3 separate regions of the Sus scrofa genome follow, and all the other regions are linked to region 2. Evidence: chromatin contacts called from public HiChIP or PLAC-seq and promoter capture Hi-C data. All regions are on one chromosome and are shown on one strand. Each heading gives the region's core, a stretch centred on a gene start, on an enhancer-like site or on the middle of the called end of the contact. The rest is flanking DNA. Distances are from core to core; before and after follow the strand shown.

The links. Promoter capture Hi-C pulls out the DNA fragments that hold promoters and counts their contacts. HiChIP or PLAC-seq counts read pairs in DNA pulled down with a chosen protein or histone mark.
Region 1: a contact with region 2 is called in an H3K27ac HiChIP or PLAC-seq map of skeletal muscle, with 5 times the contacts expected there. The contact joins the promoter of LOC110260088 here to the promoter of CORO1A in region 2. A contact is called at or near these places in 1 of 5 promoter capture datasets (liver), 3 of 47 Hi-C or Micro-C datasets (embryonic fibroblasts, mesenteric adipose tissue and subcutaneous adipose tissue) and 2 of 2 datasets of contacts at active chromatin or transcription factors (alveolar macrophages and skeletal muscle).
Region 3: a contact with region 2 is called in a promoter capture Hi-C map of fetal skeletal muscle, with 2.3 times the contacts expected there. The contact joins the promoter of ATP2A1 here to the promoter of CORO1A in region 2. A contact is called at or near these places in 1 of 5 promoter capture datasets (fetal skeletal muscle) and 1 of 2 datasets of contacts at active chromatin or transcription factors (alveolar macrophages).

Annotation. Positions count from the first base shown.
Region 1 is chr3:18,465,265-18,469,704 of Sscrofa11.1, forward strand. It overlaps LOC110260088 (eukaryotic translation initiation factor 3 subunit C), which reads left to right and starts at 2,461. Exons shown (of 21, transcript XM_021088039.1): 1 at 2,461-2,610; 2 at 2,698-2,837. The coding sequence starts at 2,737.
Region 2 is chr3:18,333,576-18,338,101 of Sscrofa11.1, forward strand. CORO1A (coronin-1A) reads left to right here and starts at 3,238. Exons shown (of 11, transcript XM_021088028.1): 1 at 3,238-3,434.
Region 3 is chr3:18,545,517-18,549,939 of Sscrofa11.1, forward strand. ATP2A1 (ATPase sarcoplasmic/endoplasmic reticulum Ca2+ transporting 1) reads left to right here and starts at 2,477. Exons shown (of 23, transcript NM_001204393.1): 1 at 2,477-2,772; 2 at 3,104-3,121; 3 at 3,471-3,553. The coding sequence starts at 2,655.

The DNA.
Region 1 (4,440 bases), core at 1,211-3,710, 130 kb after region 2:
GCTCACGGCAACGCTAGATCCTTAACCCACTGAGCAAGGCCAGGGATCGAACATGCATCCTCAGGGTTTCTAGACGGATTCGTTTCTGCTGCACCACGACGGGAACTCCATGTTCTGTTTCTTAAAGCTCGATTTGTGGAAACTCATCAAGCTGTGCACTACTGATCTGTCAAACTCATGTGACTCTACGTTACAGTTCAATAAAAAGTTTGCTGAAAAAGCCCCTTCCCTGTTAAATCGAAAATTTTCAAAATGACTTAGCCAAGGATTAGTAAAAAATAAAGAGTTTGGATATGATTTTTTCCTTTGCAAATGATCAGGGTCTTGGGAGTAACGAGAAATCACTCTAAAATCAGTCATTTTAACTTAAGTCTGAATTTGCATTTCTTCATCTTCAGTGACAATGATCTGCAAATCACTCAACCTCCTTTACCCTTTACTCAAGCTCCCCTGGCAATTTCAGGGCATTTCTTTCTGTTTTGGGAGATAATGAGGTTAATGTCAGCCTCAAGTGGATCTGTGGCGAGAAAGGGAAGGAGAGACGAGAGAAAGAGAGACAGAGAGGAAAAGCAGGGAAGACGGAAGAGAGGGATGACAGTCCAGGATGTGCGGAAAGGCCCTGCCACGTTCTAACCCCAATATACCAGCTGCTGAATGTGCCCTGAATTTTTCTGTCTCTAGGATTTTGTTCATACTGTTTCCTCTACCTACATAAAACGGCCTCCTTCTTTGCCCAGTCTCTTTAAGTCCTACTTTTCTTTTAGAGGAGCGTGGTACCTCCAATGCTCAACATTATGAGACAAGTGCTGAATGAATGAAACTACCTTTAAAAATGTAAAACAAGATGTTCCTGTCATAGCTCAGCGGTAACGAACCCGCTTAGGATCCATGAGGATTCAGGTTGGATCCATGAGGATTCCAGTTTGATCCCTGGCCTTGCATGGTGGGTTAAGGATCTGATGTTGTTGTGAGCTGTGGTGTAGGTCGCAGACATGGCTTGGATCCCGATGTGCTGTGGCTGTAATGTATGCTGGCAGCTCCAGCTCCGATTCGACCCCCAACCTGGGAACCTCCATATAATGCAGGTGCAGCGGTAAAAAAATTAATAAAGAAATAAAAATGTGGAGTTCCCATCATGGCTCAGTGGTTAATGAATCTGACTAGGAACCATAAGGTTGTGGGTTTGATCCCTGGCCTTGCTCAGTGGGTTAAGGATCTGGCATTGCCATGAGCTGTGGTGTAGGTCTCAGACGCAGCTTGGATCTGGCGTTGCTGTGGGTCTGGTGTAGGCCGGCAACTAAATCTCTGATTGGACCCCTAGCTTGGGATCCTCCATATGCCTTGGGAGCAGCCCTAGAAAAGGCAAAAAAGCAAAAAGGCAAAAAGGCAAAAAAAAAAAAAAAAAGAAAGAAAGAAAGAAAAATGTAAAACAGTCCCAGCTCAATAAAACTGCTTGATAGCTTCTCCAACTCACCTGGATTTAAATCCATAGGCCTCCAAGTATCTTCATGATCTAGAGTTATCTACTTCTATACTGTTAATACATTGCTCTCTTTGCTGATAGTACACTGGTCTTCTCCTTATTCCTAGAACCTAGGAGTTTCCTTGTGAAATCAGCTACTTTTTCTGTTTTGTTTGCTGCTGTGTCCAGTGCCTAGAACATTTCTGGTTCATAACAAATGCTCAGTAAATAAGCATTTGTGGAATAATGAATGATACTAGCTTTATATTTATTATATGCTTATATTGTACAAGGCGCTGTTCTAAACGCTTCACATATACTAAGTCACTTAATTTTCATAATATTCTACGAAGTAGGTCCTATTATGGTCCTTATCTGGGGAGACTGAATCATACAGAGATTAGGAAATCTGCCTAAGTGTCACACACTAGTAAGTGTTGGAGATGGGATTTGTTTTTTTGTTTTGGTTTTTTTTTTTAGGGCCACACCCACGGCATATGGAGGTTTCCAGGCTAGCAGTCAAATCGGAGCCACAGCTTCTGGCCTATACCGCAGCCACAGCGACATCAGATCCGAGCCGCGTCTGCCACCTACACCACAGCTCACGGCAACGCCGGATCCTTAACCCACTGAGCAAGGCCAGGGATCGAACCCGCAACCTCATGGATGCTAGGCGGATTCATTTCCGCTGCGCCACAACAGGGAACTCCAGAGATGGGATTTGAATACAAAGTCAGATTCAAAGTTTGCTCGAAGCCTAGCTCCAAAACCTTGTAACTTATCAGCATCGCGTGGACGTTAAAAAAGGAAAATCCTGGTCCTGAGATTCTTACTCCACGGGTCAGAGGTATGGTTGGCATCTGTGAGCAATAAAACCCGACAGCAAAGCGGGTCCCATGGGAGAATCTCTAGGTGGCGTCCTCCCCGCCAAGGTTACATCAGGCCGAATCCCGCCCCTTGCGTGGCGCGAGGGCATCTGGGAGTTGTAGTCAAACAGTACAGTTCGTCGGCGTCCCCCGGAAGTGACGCAAGGGTCCCGCCTTCTCCTCTGCGCGTTTCCGCGGTCCCGGCTCCGCGGTGTGACTCGCGAGCTCAGCTGGTAACTATTTCTTGGGCCTCGTGCTTGGAGGAGCGAAACCTCAGTCGGGGTGCGTGCGGGGACGGTGTGGGTCGGGGTCGGGGAGTGGCGGCCCGGGCCCGTTGTTGTGGCCCGTGACTTTCGGGCTTTTCCGTAGGTCCAGCCGCGTCCGCCGCAGCTGCTCAGCGCCGTCGCCATGTCGCGGTTTTTTACCACCGGTTCGGACAGCGAGTCCGAGTCGTCCCTGTCCGGGGAGGAGCTTGTCACCAAACCTGTTGGGGGTAACTACGGCAAACAGTGAGTAGGGGCCTGCGGCATGGGGACCACTCGGGGGGGGGGTGCGGCAGGCTATGGAAGGCCGTGTATGTGGGAGGGGAATGGAGGTGGTGGCGGTGAGAGCGGGTACCAAGGATGTTCAGAGTTTAAGAGACTGGAGCAGTGTTGGAGGGACAACCTTAACGGCTTAGGGTGCTGTGAATTGTGGGAATCCACCCACCGGGCAAAGGATAGAGTCTTGGAGGAGAGGTTTTCCCACTGGTTGGGTCTGTTGCATTTAGCAAGAAACCTCAGATATTAAGAATTCTTTGATGTGGCTCTTAAGTTTTTAAATATCTGTTAGTAGTTCCCTGTTGTTTACCTCCACCTACATACCCTTCTCCCATCTCTGCAAACTACTTTTTTTCTCCTTTTGGAACAGTAGAATGTTGTTTCTCAAACTTGTGTCATACATATGCCACCTTCAGTTTTTTTTGTTTTTTTGTTTTTTTTGGCACATACCTGTGATTAAGAATGTATATTCCTATCACTTCATTTTTATTTATTTTATTTATTTTTTATTTTTTTGTCTTTTGTCCTTTTAGGGCCGCACCCGAGGCATATGGAGGTACCCAGGCTAGGGGTCTAATCGGAGCTGTAGCTGCAGGCCTACGCCAGAGTCACAGCAATGCCAGATCCAAGCCGCATCTTCAACCTACACCACAGCTCACGACAACGCCGGATCCTTAAGCCACTGAGCAAGGCCAGGGATCAAACCCGCAACCTCATGGTTCCTAGTCGGATTTGTTTCCACTGGACCACAATGGGAATTCCTATTCCTACCACTTCAAAGTCTTGTTTCAGCATAAAACTCACTTTTTAAAAAGAAAAAAAAGGATACACACACGTACCATGTGAATATGATTTCATGTCTTAAGTGGAAAAACCAACCTCACTTGCTACAAAATTGGAAGTAATTGGAAAGTTACTAAGACGGACAAAAAAAGATATTGTTGCCAGTTGAATGCTGTCTGTGGTCTGATGTTTATTTATTAAGGAAAAATACTAGCAATGGAGGTGTTAAAGCCATTGAGACTCTTTTCTTACTCTTGGGTGTTCACAGTCTGGGAAATACTGCTTCCTAGGACTTAGTTCAGATATCACTTTCCTTTCCCTTCATTGTAGCTAAAGGACCCTTTTCCTCACCTTCTTTTAGTAGTTTTTAGTGGTTTGTGTCTTTACATGGTTAATTTTCTGACATAGTAAATACCTCTGCTTGTGTGAGAGGCTGGAAATGGTCATTTTGTATGCATTACAACAGCTGACAAAAGGCCTTACTTGAAGTGTGCTTTAAAGATTGAGTTAGTTCCGGAGTTCCCGTGATGGCTCAGCCGTTAATGAATCTGACTAGCATCCATGAGGACACAGGTTCGATCCCTGGCCTTGCTCATGGGTTAAGGATCTGGCATTGCCATGAGCTGTCTCGGATCCTGCTTTGCTATGGCTCTGGTGTAGACCAGCAGCTGCAGCTCCAATTGGACCCCTAGCCTGGGAACGTCCATATGCCACGGGCACATTCCTAAAAAGCAAAAAAAAAGATTAAGTTAGTTCCCTACAATGAAGCTACGAAGAGGAAGAATAAAAC
Region 2 (4,526 bases), core at 1,988-4,487:
CTTATTTAAGACCCAGTTTAAGTGTCATGCCATTCCCCTGTTCCACCACCATCTTCGGACCTGGGTTGGTCTCCTGACCCCACTGCTATCTGCTTTCGGGTGTACCTCTGCTTTGAGAGGTCGACCAGACACTTTGAATGGACCCATGGGTTTCAGAGTCAAACAAATTTGTATTTGGATCCCATGTGTCCGTGGGTAGGTCATTTGTCTCTGGGAGCCTCGGTCTGGTAATCTGTAAAAGAGAGACCAAAAACAAAAACACCTCATGGATCTCTTGAGACCCTTCAGTGACGGGATGCTGGTGTGGCACTTTAGACCCAAGTGCTGCTTGGACTAGTCAGGACATTGGTTTTAAGTGACCAGAATCTAATCTTAAAAATCTCCTTTTAGGGAGTTCCCTGGTGGACTATGGGTTAAGGACTTGGCATTGTCACTGCTTGGCTTGGGTTACTGCGGTGGCTTCAATTCAATCCCTAGCCTAGGAACTTTTGCATGTTGCAAACATGGCCAAAAAAAGGTCACCTTTTACAGATGATGTGTTCGAATCAGGGTCAAAGAAAGTTCACATATTACAGTTGGTTGATTAGTTTCTTAGGACTCTTTTAATATATTTCCTCTCCTTTTCTTTTTTTGTTTTTTGTTTTTGTTTTTGTGGTGCCGCACCCACAGCATATGGAGGTTCCCAGGCTAGGGGTCTCATGGGAGCTGTAGTTGCCGGCCTACACCAGAGCCACAGCAACACCAGATCTGAGCTGCGTCTTTGGTCTATACCATAGCTCTCAACAACGCCGGTTCCCCAACCCACTGAGCAAAGCCAGGGATCGAACCCACATCCTTATGGGTACAATTTGGAATTGTTTCCACTGCACCATGATGGGAACACCTGGTTTGTTTTTTCTGGCCAGGGTCGAGGCATATGGAAGTTCCCAGGCCAGAGATGGAGCCCAAACCACAGCAGTGACAATGCCATGTCCTTAGCTGTTAGGCCACCAGGGAACTCTACATTTATAGTGTTTTAGAACAGTGCCCGGCACATAGTAGGCAATCAGTAAATGCCAGCTATTATTCGTGTCACTTCTGCTCCTGCCCACACCATCCAGTCTCATCCAGGAGCAGGCTCTCAGGTGAAATACAACCCATAGGGTTTTTTGTTTTTTGTCTTTTTGCCTTTTCTAGGGCCACTCCCGCGGCATATGGAGGTTCCTAGGTTAGGGGTCGAATTGGACCTGTAGCCGCTGGCCTACGCCACAGCCACAGCAACGTGGGATCCGAGCTGACTCTGTGACCTACACCACAGCTCACAACTAAACCGGATCCTTAACCCACTGAGCGAGGCCAGGGATTGAACGTGCAATCTCATGGTTCCTAGTCGGATTCGTTTCTGCTTCGCCACAAAGGGAACTGTGAGACTGAGGTTTGGAGAGGTTAGACCTCTTGCCCAAGATGGTACAGCCAGTCCATGGCGGAGGGAGGGTTTGAACCAGTCGCTTATAGAATCACATTAATGGCTGTTGCTCAGATGGCCCCTCAGCTGACAAGATGTCCTCCGGTCACACCCGTGGCTCCTTCTCAGCCTTTTAGGTTCAGCCCAAATACTCTGTAAAAAGTAGCAGTGATGAGAGGTAAGATTTATGAAGCACTTGCTATACTTCAGATAAGGTGCAGAAAGCTTTCCATTTCCATAACCTCGGAGTTCCCATCAGGGCTCAGCCAGAATGAACTCGACTAGGACCCATGAGGACACAGGTTCGATCCCTGGCCTCGCTCAGTGGGTCAAGGATCCAGTGTTGCCATGAGCTGTGGTGTAGGTCACAGACATGGCTTGGATCCCGAGTTGCTGTGGCTGTGGTGTAGGCCGGAAGCTGCAGCTCAGATTCGACTCCTAGCCTGGGAACCTCCATATGCTGTGGTCTAGCCATTAAAAAAAAAAAAAAAAAAAAAAAAAAAAAAAAAAAAAAAAAAGATCCATTTCCATAATCTCATGGTAGGTGTGAGGCTGTTACAGCCAGAGAAACTAAGGCTGACAGAGATTAAGGAACCTGCCCAAGATCACTCTGTAGGTGTGACAGCCAGGACTCAAACTCAGAAAGCAATGATTCTAGAGCAAGCCTTCCCTGCCCCCGGTGTTTCTACCTCTATGAGGCAGTCTCTTGGCTGGGAACCAACTCCTTCCTCTTGAGTCTGAAGCCCAGGCTTCCTCCTCTAGCTTTTTTTTTTTTTTGGTCTTTTTAGGGCTGCACACGTGGTATGTGGAACTTCCCAGGCTAGGGGTCAAATCGGAGCTGTAGCCACCTGGCCTACAACCCAGCCACAGCCACGTAAAATCCAAGCCACATCTGTGACCTACACCACAGCTCACGGCAATGCCGGATCCTTAATCCACTGAGCCAGGCCAGGGATTGAACCTGTGTCCTCATGGATGCTAGTCAGATTCGTTTCTGCTGTGCCACGACAGGAACTCCTACTTGGCTCTTTTTCTTTTTGTTAGTTCCCAGACCTGGGGTTGAATTCTTGCAGCAGCTGCAGGCAAAGCTGGATCCTTTAATCCACTGCTGGGGATCGAACCTGTGCCTCCGCAGCCACCCAAGGCACTGCAGTAGGATTCTTAACCCACTGCACCACCGTGGCAACTCTTCTACTTAGCTCATTAGAGCTGTTATTTGTGCCTTGCCTTCCGCTAGCTGCCCAACTCCGACTCCTTCACCTCTATAGCTCCCACCCCTCCCCGCCCAAAGAAGCGCCCAATTATTCCATTTTCCCCCTTGAGGCAGGCAGGGCAGAGGTGCTCCTAGATGCACACAGACCTAGAGAGGGTAAGAGACTCTCCCGGGGCCACCCATTTGTAAATGCAGGGGCCAGGACAGACGCCAGGTCTCCTGCCTGCAGGTGGCTCTCCCTCCTCCTGTCCCTTCCCCAGCTCTGTTCCGTGGGGGCGACAGAAGGCAGGACAGCCTTGGCTGGGGGTGGGCACGGGGGGCCTGTACCCGGGCCCGCCGGGGGGCGCACTGATGGACTCTTCCATGATGGCCAGGGAAAGGGTGGCGAGTAGGCTAGGGGTGGGCTGAAGGAACAGGTTATTTTTGCATTTTGACATTAAAAGATGAGATTGGCAGCCACTGGCCAACAGCATCTGTTTTGGTCTGGCATTGGCAGCGAAGGCGCGGAGCTTCTCCACGGAGGGAGGGAGGGGAGGGGAGGGGAGGCTGCGGTCGGTCCGCTGGGCGAGGCGGCGCCTCGGCGGAGCGAAGGGCTCTCCCCTTTAAGAGCTCCGCCCAAAGGGGCGCTGCCACCCCTAAGGAGGCGGGCGCCGCCGCTTCTCATTCATTGTCTTGACGAGAGCATCCTCAGCGGGCAGTCTCCGGCTCCTCCAGCTCCTTCCTCCGCCTCCTCCTCTCCCTCCTCCGTTTGGGGGGTCACTCCTCTCTCAGCAGCAGGTAAGACCCCCCGGGGACGGGGGCGCGGGACTCGGCATCGCTGCTCTGGGCCACCTGTGGGGCAGGCGAGGGCTTGGCAGGAGCGGGCTGTGGGGGCGGACGGACTGTCAAAGCGAGCTGGCTCGGCGATGGGGACAGAGCCGCTCCACGCCCCGCGTGGAGGGACTCGCCTGAGGGTGCAGGTGCGCGTGGGCGGGTCCATCCGTGTGTCCGGGAGGGCGCGGTGAGGGGACGAGGGCGAGGGGCCACCGCAGCCATGATGGAGGTGGGGGAGCCCGGGGGTCAGGACATGTGCTGGCCAGACTCCCCTTGGCATCTTTGGGCGAGTTTGGGGGCGGGAGGGGGGCAGGGTGGGGTGCACCGAGCAGCTGCCCTGAGCTGGGAGACAGGAAGGGGTTGAGAGCAAAACAAGAAAAGCCCAAGTTCCCCTTTCCGTGGTTTCCGGGCCTAGTACCTGCGGTGGGGGAGGAGGCAGGGTGGGGCGCTGGCTTCCTGTCTCCCAACCTCCAATTTGGGGGCTCCTGGCTCCCCAGATCCAGGCTTCTCACTTGGGAAGGATCCCCCCTTGTCCCCAGACGGGCTTCCCCACACACAGGTTCCTCACCCGCTTTCTGGGCAGGTGGACCCAGGAGCCCCTTGGAGAGTCGCAGGGTGGGCAAGGGTGGCTGGAGCAGCCCCCCCACACACCAAAGGGCTAGGCCAGAAGGCAGAGGGTGAAAGGGTGGAGCTGAGGTGATGGAGGAGAGGCCCGGAGGGTGCTCTTGAGTGGGCAGCACAGGTCCCCACGCTGAGCTGGAAGGTGATGCTGCTGGGCACCAGGACCCGGCCTGGAGCGTGGGCAGCCAGAGGCAGGCCCCTTGGCTTTGCGCACTGACCATCCAGCAACCGTGGGGTGGGGGAACCGTCCTAGCCCGACTCCAAGAAGTGAGTGCCGGCTGCTCCCTTCCCATGGGTGGTTCCAGAGGGGCTGGGGAAGGAACCAGGCCAGGCAGGAAGCAGAGAGGTATATGGAAGAGGAGATGCTCGGGCCCCAGCCATCTGCCTGTTTCTGGTGCCCAGAGGGCCACTGAGCCACTGAAGAAGTGCCTCCTG
Region 3 (4,423 bases), core at 1,227-3,726, 210 kb after region 2:
TCGGGGATTGGCCAGGCTCTAGCTGGGTGTCCTTCCTCTCCCATCCTCAGCCGGGGAAGGGCACCTTCCAACTCTGGGCCTGGAGACCCTAGAGGGAGGGCTTGCCTCCATCCCAGGTCACACCCCAGCCTCCCTGAGGATGAGCCTTTTGCAGCTTCTTGGCTGGTGGCTTTCCCTCTCAGGCGTCTCTCTCCCCTCTGGGAAGTTGAGGGAGGCAGAAGTGAATAACCTTAAAGGGCCCCGTTGGCAGCTCTATCCTGTAAAGCCTGCCCCCTTCCCTCGGCCTCAGGTTCTCAAGTCCCTTGAAGCCCAGATCTCTTCCGTCTTTCCGTCCTCTCCCCCTTCTCCATGTTTGGGCATTTCCTGCTCTTTTAAGACAGTGCCCCTGTCACTCCTCCAGGTGGTGGTGGGGAGAAGCCAGCCAGCACCCACAGGAGGCTTGGCAGATGCTGAGCCTGACTCTGGCCTGAGAAGGTGGGTGCCTGGCCAGGTGGAGTTTCTGTGGATGTGACCCCAACACGCCCACCCCATTGTCTGAGCCCCCACCCTGGTCACAGTCACCGCAGGACTCGGCTTCAGGGAGGGGGTTGTTGGAACCACAAAAAGGAGTGGGGGAGGAGCACCGTGTCCTCAACTCACCCCAGAGGCCGCCACCCCCCCATCCAGGCAGAAGAAAGGATGGCTATGGTGGGGGGGGGCTGAGTCCTTCAGTGCCATCCATCCTGCTGGCTCAGTCACCGTCCCCCCCCCCAAAAAAAGCGGGGCTTCCTTTTCCTTTGCCCCGCTGTCTCCTAGGCCATTGCCTACTTAGGAGCCTGAGCACCAGACAGAGAAGCAGCCTTGAGAACCCCGCGGTCCATCCGCCTCCCTGTTCATTTCAGGAAACCAAAGCCTAGACCAAGGAAGGACTTGAGGGCAGGGCCCCGAGGCCGCTGCTTCCCCTCACCTCTTCCCATTCTCTCCCTGACCCTTTCTCCTCTCTCTGCCCTCCTCCTCCCCTGCCCACACCCCGTGCTACCCTCCGTGTGCTCCTGCTCCTGCCGCAGCTGCCCTCGTTGCAAACCAAAAGATGCCCCGATGCTGCTGGAGCAGAGGTGGGGGTGGGGCTGGCGTTAGAGCAGCTGCTTCTCCGAGGAAGCTGATACCCAGGCCAGCCGTTCAGCAACAACTTGTGGCTTTGCACCCAGCCCTGGGCCCCCACCCACCTGGCTGCCACATGCCAGCTCCCTGCCGTCCCTTTTCCCCACCGCTCCTCAGACTTCCCTCTGACCCTCGCGGCCCCGTCTCTCTGCCCCCTGCTCTGTCTGTCCTTATTTCCCCTAGACCTGTCCCCATCAATCTGCCTGCCGGCCATTCCTCTAGTCTGGAGCCTCTGCTTTACCCCCTCCCCCAGGGGCCCCTTGCCATGATGCCCCTTTCCTCCGGCCTCTGCCCACGGGGTGTGCCCAGCACCTGAGCATGCAGCGCTGGTCCTCGCTCGCTGTCTGCTAGCACAGCTACGCCACCTGGGGTCTGCCACGTAAACCCCGCATTTCAAAGACTGCCTGGGGTGGGATGAGGTGACCCTCATTCTGTGACTTAGGGTGACCCCTGCCCCCATTCGGAAACATTGATCCCTCCCCCTCTGCCATCAGCACATTCTGTAGGCTCTTGGATTACCCGGCTGTCTGGGTATCCCATTTTCTTGGTAGGGGGGGGATTCCCTGTCAGGGATGGGGGGGCCCAAAGGCTCCGTTCCCAGAGGCTGACTTAGAGCAATGGGGCGTGGGGGGGGGGTTGGGGGAGAGACAGGCCGTCCTGGCTTTGGTCACCAGGGCCTGGACACTAAATCCCTTGTTGATGGCTGCAGCAAGCCCTCCCTAGGGTAGGGTTACCATCTTCTGCCCTGTCCCCTGACCCTCTCCCCTCCTTCCTTCCCCTGGTCCCTCTAGAGCCACTTCCTCTCACCCCCAAAGGATGTTCTCCCTCTTTTCAAGTCCTGGAGGGTTGGAGTATCTCTGCTGCCTTTTCCACAAACTAAGGAAGGAGGAGACTGTGGCTGTAGGAACAGGTTCAGAGAGGATGAGGCAGCGGGGTGGGGGTGGGGGGTTGAAGGAGGGAGCGCAGGAAAATGAGAGATGAAGGCCTGAGAGGAGACGTGGCCTTAAGAAGGGGAGAGGGGGAGGTTGGAATAGGAAGTTCAGTGCAGCTGAAGAAGTCGAGGCAATTTCAGGAGGGCTCACCCCTGAAGACAGAAAGCGAAGTCTCTCCCTACCCCCCCCCTTCCCTGGGGCTGGGGCCACCTTAGCTTCCCTCATGAGTGACATCTCAGGCTGCAGCCCCACTGTTCCCCCTCTGTCAGCAGAAATATCTCTCTCTTCTGACCCCTCCTGCTGGAGTCTCAGCCAGCCAATCCCTGATCTGGGGGAGGGGGGAGCCTGCCCCCCCCACTCCCTCATAAGGACCAGCTGGGGGCTGGGGGGGGTGGCCGGCTGCTGCAAGTGGGACTGGGGTCAGAGCTTCGTGGAGGGAAGAATAAGCTGGGGGGGGTAGGAGAGAGAGAGGAAGAAACCCAGACGGACAGGCAGGTGGACACACTGAGGAAGGCCCCCCACGCGTGAGGAAACCCCCCCAGAAGGAACAGACCGCCCCCTGGCCCCCAGGAAGGGAGCACCATGGAGGCTGCACACTCCAAGACCACAGAAGAATGTTTGGCCTATTTTGGGGTGAGCGAGACCACAGGCCTCACCCCGGACCAAGTTAAGCGGCATCTGGAGAAATACGGCCACAATGGTAAGTGTCCCTTGCAGGAGAGGCCGGTCGTGCCCTCCCGCATCTGCACAACACACACATGGACTCACACTCACACACCAGGGCCTTGCGCTCCAGGGGATCCTAGGGAGGAGACAGGTCATGGACCAATGACTGCAGGGGAGGGGAGGATACTGAGAAAACAGGGTCCCTGAGACCCAGAGATTGGAGAAGTTCTATGGATAACCTTGGTGAACCTCAGCTGCCCTTTTGGTGGCCTGATTCTCTTACCTTAGCCACAAAGTCCTGGGTGCGGGCGGCATTGCACTGAATGCCAAATGAATGTGTCCTTTTCTTCTTTCTCTCTGGGCAGAGCTCCCTGCTGAGGAAGGTAAGTTCCACCTCTTCCCCTCTGTGCCCCACTCCCTTCTTCCTGCCCTCTCCTTCTGACTCCTGGGACAAATGTTCCTCCCCAAAGGTTAGAGCCTGGCCCGGGGCAGAAGTTTCCGGGCACTTTCTCCTTGAGGCATCCAGCCCTTGAACAACTGCCCACTCCTTGGAGGAGCCTGTTTTTGGACTCCTGGCCTGTTCCCTCAGCCCTTTTCTCAGCATCAAATGGCCTGCCCATCACCACAGACCCTTTCTGCTCCAGGCTGGATCCCAGCCTGCACCCAGAGTCCCAGCCGGTCATCTGTTAGACCTTAACCCCGAGGGCTCCCTCCCCTTGCTTCTTCCCCCAGGGAAGTCCCTGTGGGAGCTGGTGATAGAGCAGTTTGAAGACCTCCTAGTGCGGATCCTTCTCCTGGCCGCCTGCATTTCCTTTGTAAGTGTGGGAGGGCCTCTGGGGGCTGGCTGGGGCTGTGGGTTGGGGGGATCTGGAGAGTCTGCTGGCGACCGGCTCCAAATCATGGGTTCCTCTAGTCCGAGCCTTCAGCATCCTATTCTCCAGACCAGAACCGAGAGAGGTGGGGTGACGCTGATTTGCATATTCCTCTGTCCTCCCCCACACCCCACAGGCAGGTTTTATTTTAAGCTTTAGGGTGTTCTCAGCCAAAACATTGAAGCTAAGCCGCCCCCGGAGCTTCAAGGGCTCCGAGGTCTCGGGTTACCCCCCTAAGCGCTCCGCGGCTGGGCTCCACGGCTCACACGCCGCCGCTGAGGTTCCCAGGCCACCACTGCTCCCGGCATGCCGCGGGACGCACAAACCGCTCCACCAATCCCTGAGCATCCTGACACCCCGGCCCCGCCCTCCTGGCGCTGATTGGTTGAAGCAAAGACTCCCTCCCAGAGGCGGGAAAAAGCGGCTGGTGCCAGGGTGACTCCAAAAGCACCTAATGGCCCAGACCCCTCATCTGTCTCTGAGCTTCGCCTCCCAACTCCCCCCATCGGGGCTGGAACTCCGGGATCCCCCTCCTCACCCACCTGACCTGACCTGACCCTTCCCCCTCACAGCCTCAGGGCCGCCCCCACCGCCCTCTTAAGGCCCTGGCACCTCTCCTGCCCTGGAGCTCCCCTCAGCACCCACCATCCCAGCATCCAGCCTGCATTTGAGAGTTTCTTCCTTAACATCTTAGTTCTCAAAGACAAGACTCTGGAGGCCCCAAAGTCCCCGTGTCCCCTGGTCTCTATAGTGGAGGCCCCGTGGGCCCCTGAGTACTAGCTGGCAGGGCCTCCCTTCTCCTTCTCAGATTTG